3 separate regions of the Mus musculus genome follow, and regions 1 and 3 are each linked to region 2. Evidence: chromatin contacts called from public HiChIP or PLAC-seq and promoter capture Hi-C data. All regions are on one chromosome and are shown on one strand. The core of a region is the stretch at or near the end of the contact, and the rest is flanking DNA. Distances in the headings are between cores, read along the strand shown. Region 1 holds the start of Ly9 (lymphocyte antigen 9). Region 2 holds the start of Cd48 (CD48 antigen). Region 3 holds the start of Cd244a (CD244 molecule A).

The links. HiChIP or PLAC-seq counts read pairs in DNA pulled down with a chosen protein or histone mark. Capture Hi-C pulls out chosen DNA fragments and counts their contacts.
Region 1: a contact with region 2 is called in a CTCF HiChIP or PLAC-seq map of CD8 T cells, with 15 read pairs. The contact joins the promoter of Ly9 here to the promoter of Cd48 in region 2. A contact is called at or near these places in 15 of 39 promoter capture datasets (the 3T3-L1 cell line, the C10 cell line, the HPC-7 cell line and 10 more), 5 of 15 datasets of contacts at CTCF or cohesin (CD8 T cells, embryonic stem cells, large pre-B cells and 2 more), 57 of 484 Hi-C or Micro-C datasets (B cells, CD4 T cells, CD8 T cells and 24 more), 11 of 115 datasets of contacts at active chromatin or transcription factors (the 230-238 cell line, the HPC-7 cell line, Th2 cells and 6 more) and 3 of 9 other capture datasets (adipose tissue, liver and pancreatic islet).
Region 3: a contact with region 2 is called in a promoter capture Hi-C map of adipose tissue. The contact joins the promoter of Cd244a here to the promoter of Cd48 in region 2. A contact is called at or near these places in 13 of 39 promoter capture datasets (the C10 cell line, the HPC-7 cell line, cranial neural crest and 9 more), 1 of 15 datasets of contacts at CTCF or cohesin (CD8 T cells), 2 of 484 Hi-C or Micro-C datasets (nephron progenitors and pre-B cells), 5 of 115 datasets of contacts at active chromatin or transcription factors (the HPC-7 cell line, bone marrow-derived macrophages, cardiomyocytes and 2 more) and 3 of 9 other capture datasets (adipose tissue, liver and pancreatic islet).

The regions. Positions count from the first base shown.
Region 1 is chr1:171,605,684-171,609,576 of GRCm38.p6, reverse strand. It overlaps Ly9 (lymphocyte antigen 9), which reads left to right and starts at 2,167. Exons shown (of 10, transcript NM_008534.3): 1 at 2,167-2,377. The coding sequence starts at 2,254.
Region 2 is chr1:171,679,403-171,683,289 of GRCm38.p6, reverse strand. It overlaps Cd48 (CD48 antigen), which reads right to left and starts at 1,298. Exons shown (of 4, transcript NM_007649.5): 1 at 1,124-1,298. The coding sequence starts at 1,196.
Region 3 is chr1:171,557,022-171,560,741 of GRCm38.p6, reverse strand. Cd244a (CD244 molecule A) reads right to left here and starts at 1,549. Exons shown (of 9, transcript NM_018729.2): 1 at 1,357-1,549. The coding sequence starts at 1,417. It overlaps Gm35200 (a long non-coding RNA gene), which reads left to right. Exons shown (of 5, transcript XR_373705.3): 3 at 2,297-3,720.

The DNA of each region.
Region 1 (3,893 bases), core at 918-3,417, 75 kb after region 2:
TACACAGATCATTGAACATGGAGAAGTGGATCTGGTGCCTACCTAGAGCTTTCGCCCCTATGGTACTGGAAGGGTCTCTGGGTGCTACCAAAGGAGAAAGGTAAACACAAACCCAGCTACAAACCCTTTGATCTACATTCCTGACCTGCCTGCAAGATATGCAGGTGCCATAGTGGCACACAGATTCTGGGAGTAACCAACCAAGGCCCACCCCATAAGATGGAAGCCATACCCAAACACTGCATAGATGGCCAAGAATTTGAGACCAAATATGTCAGACTCCTAGGGGTGAACCAAATACTAGTGTTCTGCTAGAGGAATATAGCAATAAAATGACTCCTAACAGTGTTCTGTCATGGTTATAGATCAGTGCCTTATTCAGTCATCTTCAGAGAAGCTTCCTCCTGCAGAAGATGGGAACAAACACAGAGACCCACAGCCAAGCAATGTGTCGAGAGCAAGACAGCAGAAAACACTCAGCTCAAATTCGGTTGTCTTCATCCAATCCCTCTCCTCAGGACTCAGGCAACCCTGCAGAAGAAGAGGAGGCAGAGGAAGGCTTTGGAAACCCTTCTCCCAGCTTCCCTACCCATGGCTGTCTTAGACCTAACCAGGGGAAAATCCCCAGTGTGAGCCATAGAGAAGGAACACTACCCCCCAAAAGAACTTCCTGGAGCCTTTTCACGGATTCAAGGAACATCTAGAGCAATAGGCACTGCTGGTGTGGAATAATGGTGGAGGGAAGTTAAAGCTGGATCAAGCCAGATGTACCCAGTAAGCTGATTTCTCCATTGGACATTGATCAATTGATTGATTTACGAAATCTCTGTTGTTTGATTGGAAAACTCAAGAAAGGGTGACTTCACTGGGTATAAGTCATCTCACCCATCTCATACAGGCTAAGAGTCAAAAATCTCAACACAGCTCATGAAGCCACTTGTAAGATGGCCTGCAAAGGATTTATGTTCCCCTTTCTGAGAAAATACCACAACCAAGATTCTTAAGACAATTAATGAATCATGCTTACAGTCAAAATACAATGTTGACCTCTGTGCCACCCACACACAGAGGGAATTCCCTTGAGTCTTGTGGTCTATGTTCTTATCTTGTCAATATTCCTTTCTTATCTGGAAACCGACACAATGAAAGTTACACACCACCTCATAATCTCATCTACAAAAGGAAAATGTTTTATATAAAATATGCATACCAGAATATTTTTACTTACTCTTTAACCCCATGTATAGCCTGTATGGTTCAAACAATGTAACTCCAAAATCCACAAAATCAGATATGTATAGTTACTGCCAAGGTACTGAGGTACACATCACCCTGGATTCCATCTCTCTTAGAGTGCACATTCTTTTCTCATTTAAACTAACTTTGCTTCTGACTGACTTGTCCTGAAATTCTTTTCTGCATCATAAATCAAAATCCCTGTGCATAGGGCAGAGATATTCAGCCACATTTCTTGAGGCACTATTAACAATAACCAACTTAGGGACTCAGCCTAGATGTTCATCAATAGAGGAAAAATGACGTATACGAACAAAACAGCATTTTTCTTCAATTATAAAGAAAATGAGACATTCAAGAAAATCAACAGAACTAGAGATCATTATATTGAGGGAAATATTCCAGGTTCAGAAAGATATTCATAATTTCTTTCCTATGTAGAACCTACATTATATATATATATATATCATATACATACACACACACACACACACACACACACACATGACATGAATTAGAGGAAGGAGAGAAGAAAATGGGGGAATTGGAAATGGGAAAGAAAGAGATGGAAGCCACAGCCTTTCTCTTGTCCTGTATTCAGAAGTGACATATCACTAGCTCTGTCACATCTATTCACTATAAGAAGCCACTAATCTCAGCCTGAATCCAAGAAGAGGACAGTAATGTCCAGAAGTGAGGATACTTAGTAGACATCTTTAGATTCATGGTTAGAGCTCATCTTTGATACTGAAACAAGTGAAGCCCAGCACTGGTTTACAATTTCCTTGCAGGATCTGGATGTGCTTGGGACCTCTCCCTCAGTCTGAGCAGATGCAGGAGTCTGTCGTGCTCAATATAAACAGCTCTTCCTGGGACACACATGCACACATGCACACACTCACACACACACACGCCACAAACCGTGCACCACAAACCACGCATGCGCGTGCACTCACATACTTCAGGAAGTTGTGGTAAGTGCATCTCCTTTAATTTGAAATCTGGAAGTACACCATCATGGCGGATCTAAAGAGATATTGGTGTGACTGGGCTCTAGGTCCACTCTCTGAAAATCCAAGAATGAGTCAGCAGCAGATATTTTCTCCCATTCTTTGGATTCCTCTCCTCTTCCTACTCATGGGTAAGTTCTGCTTGCTACACGCGGTCTCTGAGGTTGGGCTTCTGCCCGGAAGATAGATTCTTGTGGTAAAATCAGGAAATTACCTTCCTTAGGTAAGTACTCTGCAACTATACTTTATTTTGAGAACTGTACATATGTAAGAGTATGTATGCAGTGTGTGTGTGTGTGTGTGTGTGTGTGTGTGTGAGAGAGAGAGAGAGAGAGAGAGAGAGAGAGAGAGAGAGAGAGAGAGAGAGAGAGAGAGAGAGAGAGAACAAACACATTGAATCACCATGAGGAGGTAATATTCTAGCCCAGTCTCAAACCATGTTTCCTTCATACTCACTGTCTCCGGTTTGTTTTCTGTGTAATGTATACAAATTCACAGAGCAATCAGAGCAAACCCTTCTGATGACAAGCCACCTTGCAGCCTCCGGGGGCACAAACACTGTTAGATTTTCTTTCTACTTCCTGTCTTAATTCTTGTATCCCCTGGACCATAGAAGCTTCATATGCCCAGGTGACCCTAGACAACGTGACTCCTCCTCCTCCTCCTCCTCCTCCTCCTCCTCCTCCTCCTCCTCCTCCTCCTCCTCCTCCTTCTCCTCCTCCTTCTCCTCCTTCTCCTTCTCCTTCTTCTCTTCCTTTCCCTTTAGGCTACAGCTACACTTCTTTTTTTTTTAAGATTTATTTATTTATTTTATGATATGACTACACCACCATTGCTCTCTTCAGACACACCAGAAGAGGGCATCAAAACCCGTTACAGATGGTTGTGAGCCACCATGTGGTTGCTGGGAATTGAACTCAGGACCTCTGGAACAGCAGTGCTCTTAACCACCGAGCCATCTCTCCAGCCCTACAGCTACACTTCTTTGTCTTCTTTTTATCTTATAATTTTTGCACCCAGAATTCTTGAAGTAGCCAGGATTCAGATCTTGTCTGATTTGATCTAAATTCCTAGAGTACTCTACAAAGCCTCAGGAGCCCTGGAATCGGGGGATCTAGACTGGGGTCATGCAACAGATACCGCAGAGTCTTCATAGGAAAATGAGTTGTGTTGACCAAACACCTGAGCTCTTAAAAGCTTTGATAACAATATTTATCAGAAATATGGACTGTACTTAAAACCAAAACAAAGCAAAACAAATGATACCATCTCTGCCCAACCCCAAGCTTGACATGACTAAGCCAAAGACAGTCTGGGATCTCCTAGATGATGGAAGGTAGGCTGATAAAGACATTTTCAAGCTTGAAAACAGTGAGAGAGTCATGCTTAGCACAGTGGCATGGAACAGTCCCTCGGAAATAACTGTTATTTCTCTAGACTCTTAGTGACAGCTTTCCCCCCATGCTGAGCATCTAGGTTCTACCAGGGAGTGACTTTATTTATTCTATCACTCACCTAGCCATCTCTCCACTCCTCTAAGCATCGTCCTATTCATCTTATTTTTAAAGAGATGATGTCATTTGCTTTTCTAGCTCTTTACAGTTTGCAACAACCTGCTTTCATTGAAGTTTTATCAGAATATCCCTT
Region 2 (3,887 bases), core at 49-2,548:
CTATTAAAAAGAATGAATTTATGAAATTCCTAGCCAAATGGATGGACCTGGAGGGCATCATCCTGAGTGAGGTAACTCAATCACAAAGGAACTCACACAATATGTACTCACTGATAAGTGGATATTAGCCCAGAAACTTAGGATACCCAAGATATAAGATACAATTTGCTAAACACATGAAACTCAAGAAGAACGAAGAACAAAGTGTGGACACTTTGCCCCTTCTTAGAATTGGGAACAAAACACCCATGGAAGGAGTTACAGAGACAATGTTTGGAGCTGTGACGAAAGGATGGACCATCTAGAGACTGCCATATCCCGGGATCCATCCCATAATCAGCTTCCAAATGCTGACACCATTGCACACACTAGCAAGATTTTGCTGAAAGGACCCAGATAGAGCTGTCTCTTGTGAGTCTATGCCGGGGCCTAGCAAACACAGAAGTGGATACTCACAGTCAGCTATTGGATGGATCATAGGACCCCCAATGGAGGAGCTAGAGAAAGTACCCAAGGAGCTAAAGGCATCTGCAACCCTATAGGTGGAACAACATTATGAACTAACCAGTACCCCTGAGCTCTTGACTCTAGCTGCATATGTATCAAAAGATGGCCTAGTCGGCCATCACTGGAAAGAGAGGCCCATTGGACTTGCAAACTTTATATGCCCCAGTACAGGGGAACACCAGGGCCAAAAAAATGGGAATGGGTGGGTAGGGAAGTGGGGGGGAGGGTATGGGGGACTTTTGGGATAGCATTGGAAATGTATTTGAGGAAAATACGTAATAAAAAATATATTAAAAAAAAACGGAGCTCCTTTTAGCAGAGAGCTTCCTCTTACTAAAAATTCCTTCACAGAGCACCAGGCATGAGGTATATGTAGTACAAGGGTCCTACTTCCCCACCTCCCCAGGTCCCGTTTCTCTTGTCCTCCTGGGAAAAGAGATGGGGCCTCGTTTTCCAGAGCTGAGGAACACGTCCCAGCCTTCCCCCCAGTCCCGCTGCGAGCATGGTAGCACCCAGCCCAGGAGCATGCTCATTTCCAGGGTTGAGCTACATCCCACCTCCCCTTTCCCAGCTGGCCATGCCTTCAGTGCACAGCCGGACACTTGGAGGAAGCTACCTTGAAATCCAGTTCCCAAGGGCAGCAGTAGCAGTTCCAGGACCAGACACCATCCCTGTTTTATGAAGCACATAATACTTAGAGAAGCTTCCCCAGAACACTGGAGACAACTGTAAGAGAAGTCAGGGCGCCTGCCCTTCAATCAGGAAGCAAAACCCAAAACCGGAAGTCGTATGAGGTTTTTCTGTTTTTTCTCTATTTCACGAATTACCATACACAACAGGAAAGCAGACCACTACCATCACACCACATGGAATGAGATTTCAAATTCTCCTACCCACTAGAGATCAACAAGAAAAATAGCTTGGCTTAAAAGAATGGATTTTTCAGCAGTGCACTTTGAGCACTGAGGCCGAATCTGCTGTTGCCTGTGGGGAGTAAGGAGAGGCTGTGACTGGGCAGAGACCACCAGCGTCGCAGAGGGGAGTTGACTATCTCCAGCCACCTCCAGCAACGCCCATCTGTCCGTTCACATGGCCCTCTGCCCTGTTCCGCATGCAGCCTGCTTCTACAGGAGGAGACACCAAGTCAACTCACTACCTGACATTGGGAATCATGTCTTATGCTCCTGATCACACGAGAGGTCTATGAGATAGCTACAGCAGGTATCAATTCTTGTACCTTATTGAAACTCAGAGTCAGGTTTGCCTAAGTCATGTGTCAGTTATGGTGAACTTTCCCATTTATTCTCCACATGCAGAAAGATGTTAAGATTATGAGTCTCACCAGAATCTTCTAGAAATCAGGTCTGGCCAGCCTCCGGCCCTTTTCTTATGCCTTTCTGCACTGTGCCTGCTGTTTTCTCTGCCCAGCATGGCAGACAGCAAAGCTTTGAACTAGAAGAGAAGATACGGCAGGAGCAAATGAGCAAGGTTTTATGGTGGATTTAGGCAGAGACAGTTTTAGATTACACATTAAAAAGGAACTGAGAAGAGGAGGTAGGGCAAAATGAGAGGACCAGCAGGATGCGGAAATAGGCGTGGTCCAGCCCCATAGTATCTCAAAAACCAACTCCCCACCCATCTTAGCAGAGTCTTCCTAGAAGCAGGAGAAAGAGGACAGGGTTGCAAAAATACGCAAAGAGCAGGTGTGGAGAACCAGCTGCAGCACTTCCAAACATACAGCACGGTGCTCAGGCTGTAGACGTGTCTTGGTAGTTAACAACACTTGTTCTTGGAGGTCACCCAGGTTTGATTGATTCCCAGTATCTATATGGAGGCTCAGAACCATGTGTAACTGTAGTTCCAGGGGATCTGCCACCCTCTTCTTACCTCTTCTCACGGAGAGTAGGAATGCACATGACATACATATGTACATGCATACAAAACAGCCATACACATAAAAATAAATAAACCTAAAAAAAAAATACAGTTCTCAACATGGGCGTGGTGGTGGTGCACCCCTTTCATGCCAGCACTTGAGGCAGAGGCAGAAAGGCAAAGGCAGAGATGGTCTCTGATCCAATGTGTCTCACACCCTAGAGTTGATTCTCAAGTTCCCTGAGAAGATCTGTCGTTTTTTGGCTAGCCTAAGAATCTAAGGCAGAATGGAAGAGCATAGCTAATGAAGGTTTGAAATCGTCCCCTTTCTCCTATGTATGGTTTGCAAGAGATCCCAATGGAGGTAGACAATGAAGTAGGAGGCTAATGAACTAATAGGTTACTTGGCATTTGTTGTCATTTGGCCCACTCGTTCCATCAGCACATGCCAGGTCCATCATGTGTACATATTCTACCGTCCACGAGGAATCCAAGACTAGAAGTCTGGACAGAGTTCTAACTGAGTCCTGCCTGGGCTGCAATCATTTTTTTTCTCTCTTGCCTCCTTGCTTTGCTCTCTGCCTGGAGTGCCTTTGTCCTCTTCGCTACTCCTCAACTAGATACCCTCGCGGTTTGCCCCCTCTAGAGATTCAGAGTCACCTCCCCTGCATCTCTTTCTTCTGGCTTCCTTGAACTCTCGTTCACATCACTTCATAGAAAGCTCAGCTCTCAAGGAAGCAGTACAAGCTCCATCCTGGCATTGTGAAAAGATTTTTAATTAAAATGATTATGTGGCTGTGGTGGCTTGAATACAAATGACCCACACAGACTCGGGTGTGAGAATTTTTGGCCTATAAGGCTTGGCACTATTAGAAGGAGTGGCCTTGCTGGCTGCCTGGTGGGGAAAACGCTGCGCCAGCATAGAACCGGCGGAAGGGAGCAGAGCCAGTCAGCGGAACCCTCCTCACACGGCACGATGGGCTCGCTGAGCCCCCTCCATCCTCAGGGTGCGAAGCCCTGGCCTAGACCCCGCGGAGATGTCCAGTTGCGGCGCTTGTACCTGCAGCGCTGTGGCCGCCCGGCTTCTCACCACCTCGCTCACCTCCGCGCAGAGAGGTATTTCGTGTGGGCGCATTCATGTGCCAATGTTAGGAAGCCTGGGGACCTTGGACGCTCAGGTTCTGCGCAGAGCTTCTCTTAGGACCTTTTCAGAAACACCAGCATACTTTGCCTCAAAAGACGGTGCAAACAAGGATGGCTCCTGTGGTGGTTCCTTTGCACAGCCTAGATGAGAAGACACTTGTACAAATACTGACCGAGCCACGGAATGCTGTTATCCCTCAGCATCAGGCCTTGTTCAGCATGGATAAGTGTGAGCTGAATGTTACTGAGAGTGCTCTGAAAGCCATAGCGAGAATGGCCCTGGAAAGAAAAACAGGTGCACGAGGTCTTCGGTCTATAATGGAAAAGCTGTTACTAGAACCAATGTTCGAAGTTCCTAATTC
Region 3 (3,720 bases), core at 300-2,799, 120 kb after region 2:
TTGCTTTGTGGGCTCTACATCATTGCAATTTCATTTCCTGTTCACAGGCACACAGAACAAAATGCCAGTTGCCTTGTGACAACTTGAAATCCCATGTACTAGATGGCTCAAACATTCCTGAAACAGTTTGACAACACCCACTAAGAATATAGACACTTAGACCCCATGATGTGACCTTGAAGGTGTATTGCTGTGTGACAGAAAGGCTCATGGCACTACTGTAAAACCATTTTAAAGATCAGGTGCTCACCCTCAAGAGAGTGAGCAGAGGATGGTGTAAGCCTGGGATGGAGTTGTCTTATCTCACCCAGATGCATGGCATGCAGGGACTGGAAACTCCCATCAAAGAGATAAGATACATAGACAAACGTCATAGAAGTGTCAAGTAAAAGAAGTCAGGAACCCATACCATGGGATGCCACGTACATCCAGGCAAAACTAATCTGTGAGATTTGGAGTGAGAATATTGCTTATGTTTATGGGAAAGACAGTAGACAATGAGTGGACATAAACGCACGATTGTCCCAAAGTCATCAGAAAAGTGACTCACTGACACGTACACTGATATGCAGATATCACACTTTAGTAAGAAAGGTTTGTCATCATCATCTGGCTGCCCCTGGGGTGACTTCTACTGAACCAGAGTCTCTTTGAGTCCTGAGCCAAAATCTCTTCCTCAGGAAGAGATTCCTCCATTCATGCCTCATTTGAGAGGAGGTAAGGTGACCAGAAGCTGAATGCAAATGAGTTGGGCCTGCTAGAGGGACTCCCGGGGTCCCCTCCAGCACAGTGACAACTAGAAAACAGTCCCTGAGAAATGCAAGGCTCAACCCAACCCACCCAAAGTGGAGCAGTCTCTGTGCTGACTCGTGAGACCCTGCCTGTCCTACCTTCTTTTCTCTACCTTACCTCACCCAGACCCAAAGCATCCAGGGACTCCTCACAACTCCCAGACCATCCTTTTCTTCAGAATGGACACGAATTCTGTGGGGAAGGTGACAATGACAAGGTGGTGTTTGTGTGAAACTGTGTCGGAATGAAGGAAAAAGCTATGGCTGGTGATGAATCCACTCCCAGAGCGAGAAAAGGGAAAGCTAATGCACACATTGCTCCAGAGAAGGCTTGTACACACATCGCTCCAGTTTTCCACAGTTTTCATACAGACTAAACTCCACCCACTTTACAATAGCCCTAAGGACCTGGACCACCTTCTCTAACCTCTCCTCTGGCTTTCTGTGTTCCAGGTGACTATCGAAATGGCATAATCAGAGGCTCTAACTTCTGATCTCCCTCACACACTCAGGCACCCATGGGTGTATGCCAGGCCCCATCCCACACCAACACAAAAATCCTTACCTTGGCCCTGATGAGCCCTGAGGAGCAGAAAGGTTGTGAACAGGACAGCTTGCCCCAACATCACCACAGGACAGAGCAGACTACGGGGGCCCTGTCTTCTCCAGGTGCTCAGATGTCAATAGGCTCGCAGCTAACTGTCAGCAGGACACAGCAGAACTACCTCACTGCCTGTCCAGCCACAATTTCCTCAACTGAAGGCTGTTCACTTCTGCTGTGCACTGACAAGGCTACCGAGAAAGCCTCAGTCCCTCCACGTGGGTTCCCACAAGCTAAGATGCCTCCAGTGGGTGGGTACTCAGAGTGCACAGTGACTCACAAAAAACCAGTTGCAAAATCCCAGCCCTTGGTCCTCCTCAGCCTGGTGCTGAATTCTTAGTGGCTCCCACAGGGTGGGAAAGAAAACCAACAGTCATTATTCCAGGCTGCCCCAAACCAGCATACACCGTGGAAGCAGAAGTCTGAAGGAACTTAGGGGTAGGGTGGCCTGAGAAGAAGAACCCTGAGTAAGTAGGTACTAACGTGGAAGAGGAAGAGCATATGGGGTGATTAAGGAAGAGACATAACATTTAGACTTGCTGGGAAAAATCTCATGAGCCCAGGAAGTCTGATCTCAAATGTTCAACATATGCAAACTGTGTTCCTCCTTTCACCCCTCCACAACCAAAGGATGTGAAACGCTTTGTGGTGCTCACCCCCTTCCGTGGCTGGATTCATCCTGTAGAAGAGCAGGCAGCAGAGATCCTTTGAACTCCAAGGAGGGGTGGAGTCAGTGGTACCCACCCCACCCCACCCCGAACCCCACTCCCTCAGGACCCTTTACTTCAAGGCCATATCCAGAAGCCAGGCCTCTTGCTCTTTTCCTCTTCTTTTCCCCTTAGCAACAAACACGTGTGGTTCTCCCAAGCCCATCCTCTCATTCCATTCTTTGATCTGTTTCTAGCCCGACCAACACTGAGCAAGAGCGGCCTTTATAGGACAGGTGGCTGCCAGTGGTGGCAAGCAACGGATGCTCTGGACCAGACAGACAGTCAATTTGGAGTCAAAGACCTGGACTTGAACTCCAGCTCATCAACTTGCAACCTGTGTAGTGCTGACCAAATTGCTTTCTGAGTCCTCACAGTCAACAGCAGTTGGGTAAGCGAGATGGCTCAGTGGGTTAAGGTGCTCATCATCAGGCCTGCCAGCCGGAGCATAATCGCCAGAATCCTCCTGATGAAGAGGGAGGATGGACTCCACCCCTGACTTCCACACATGCCCAAGTGAACACACACACACACACACACACACACACACACACACACACACACACACACACACAAACACAAATCTATGATCTTCCCCCTGAAGGTAAGCAATACATGGAAATGGAAACTTGGCTTCCCTTCAAGATAGTTTTCAGCACCAAATTAATAGCTATCCTTGAGAGCTTGAATAGAAAGCTCTGGAATATACTGGTGTGAAAATGCCATAATAAGTGCTGGAGAGATGGCTTAAGAGCACTGACTGCTCTTCTGAAGTTCCTGAGTTCAGTTCCCAGCAACCACATAGTGGCTCACAACCATCTGTTATTGTATCTGATTACCCTCTTCTGCTGTGTCTGAAGAGAGCAATAGAGTACTCATATACATAAAATAAATAAATAAATTTAAAAAAAAGAAAAAAGAAAGTGCTATAATAAAACCCCTTACTTTGTATGGTAATCTTTTTGTTTATTTTTATTTCATTGCATTGGTGTTCTGCCTACATTTATGTCTGTGTGAAGGCATCAGATCTCCTGGCACTGAAAATTACAGACCAGCTGCCCTTGGGTGCTGGGAGTTGAACCAGGGTTCTCTGGAACAGTAGTCAGTACTCTAAATTGCTGAACAATCTCTCCAGCCCAAAGAGATTTTTGGTTTTATTTTTTATTTGTTATTGTTTTTGTTTTTAAGACAGGGTTACTTTATAACTCTGCCTGTCCTTGAATTATCTCTGTGGACTAGGCTGGCCTTGAACTCAGAGATCTGTCTATCTATGCCTTCTGAGAGCTAGGATCAAACATTCTGATTTGTTTGTTTGTTTATTATTTATTATTGACATAAAAGATCAATAAATAAATGAATCTGAATGTTTGTGCCCACCCTTCTAGTTCATATCTTAAAATGTAACCAACTGTATGGTAGTATTAGAAAGTAGAATGTTGGGCTGGAAAGATGGCTCAGTGGGTAAGAGCATTGACTGCTCTTCCAAAGGTCCTGAGTTCAAATCCCAGCAACCACATGGTGGCTCACAACCACCTATAATTAGATCTGTCACCCTCTTCTGGTGCGTCTGAAGTCAGCTACAATGTACCTACATATAATGATAATTAAATCTTAAAAAGAA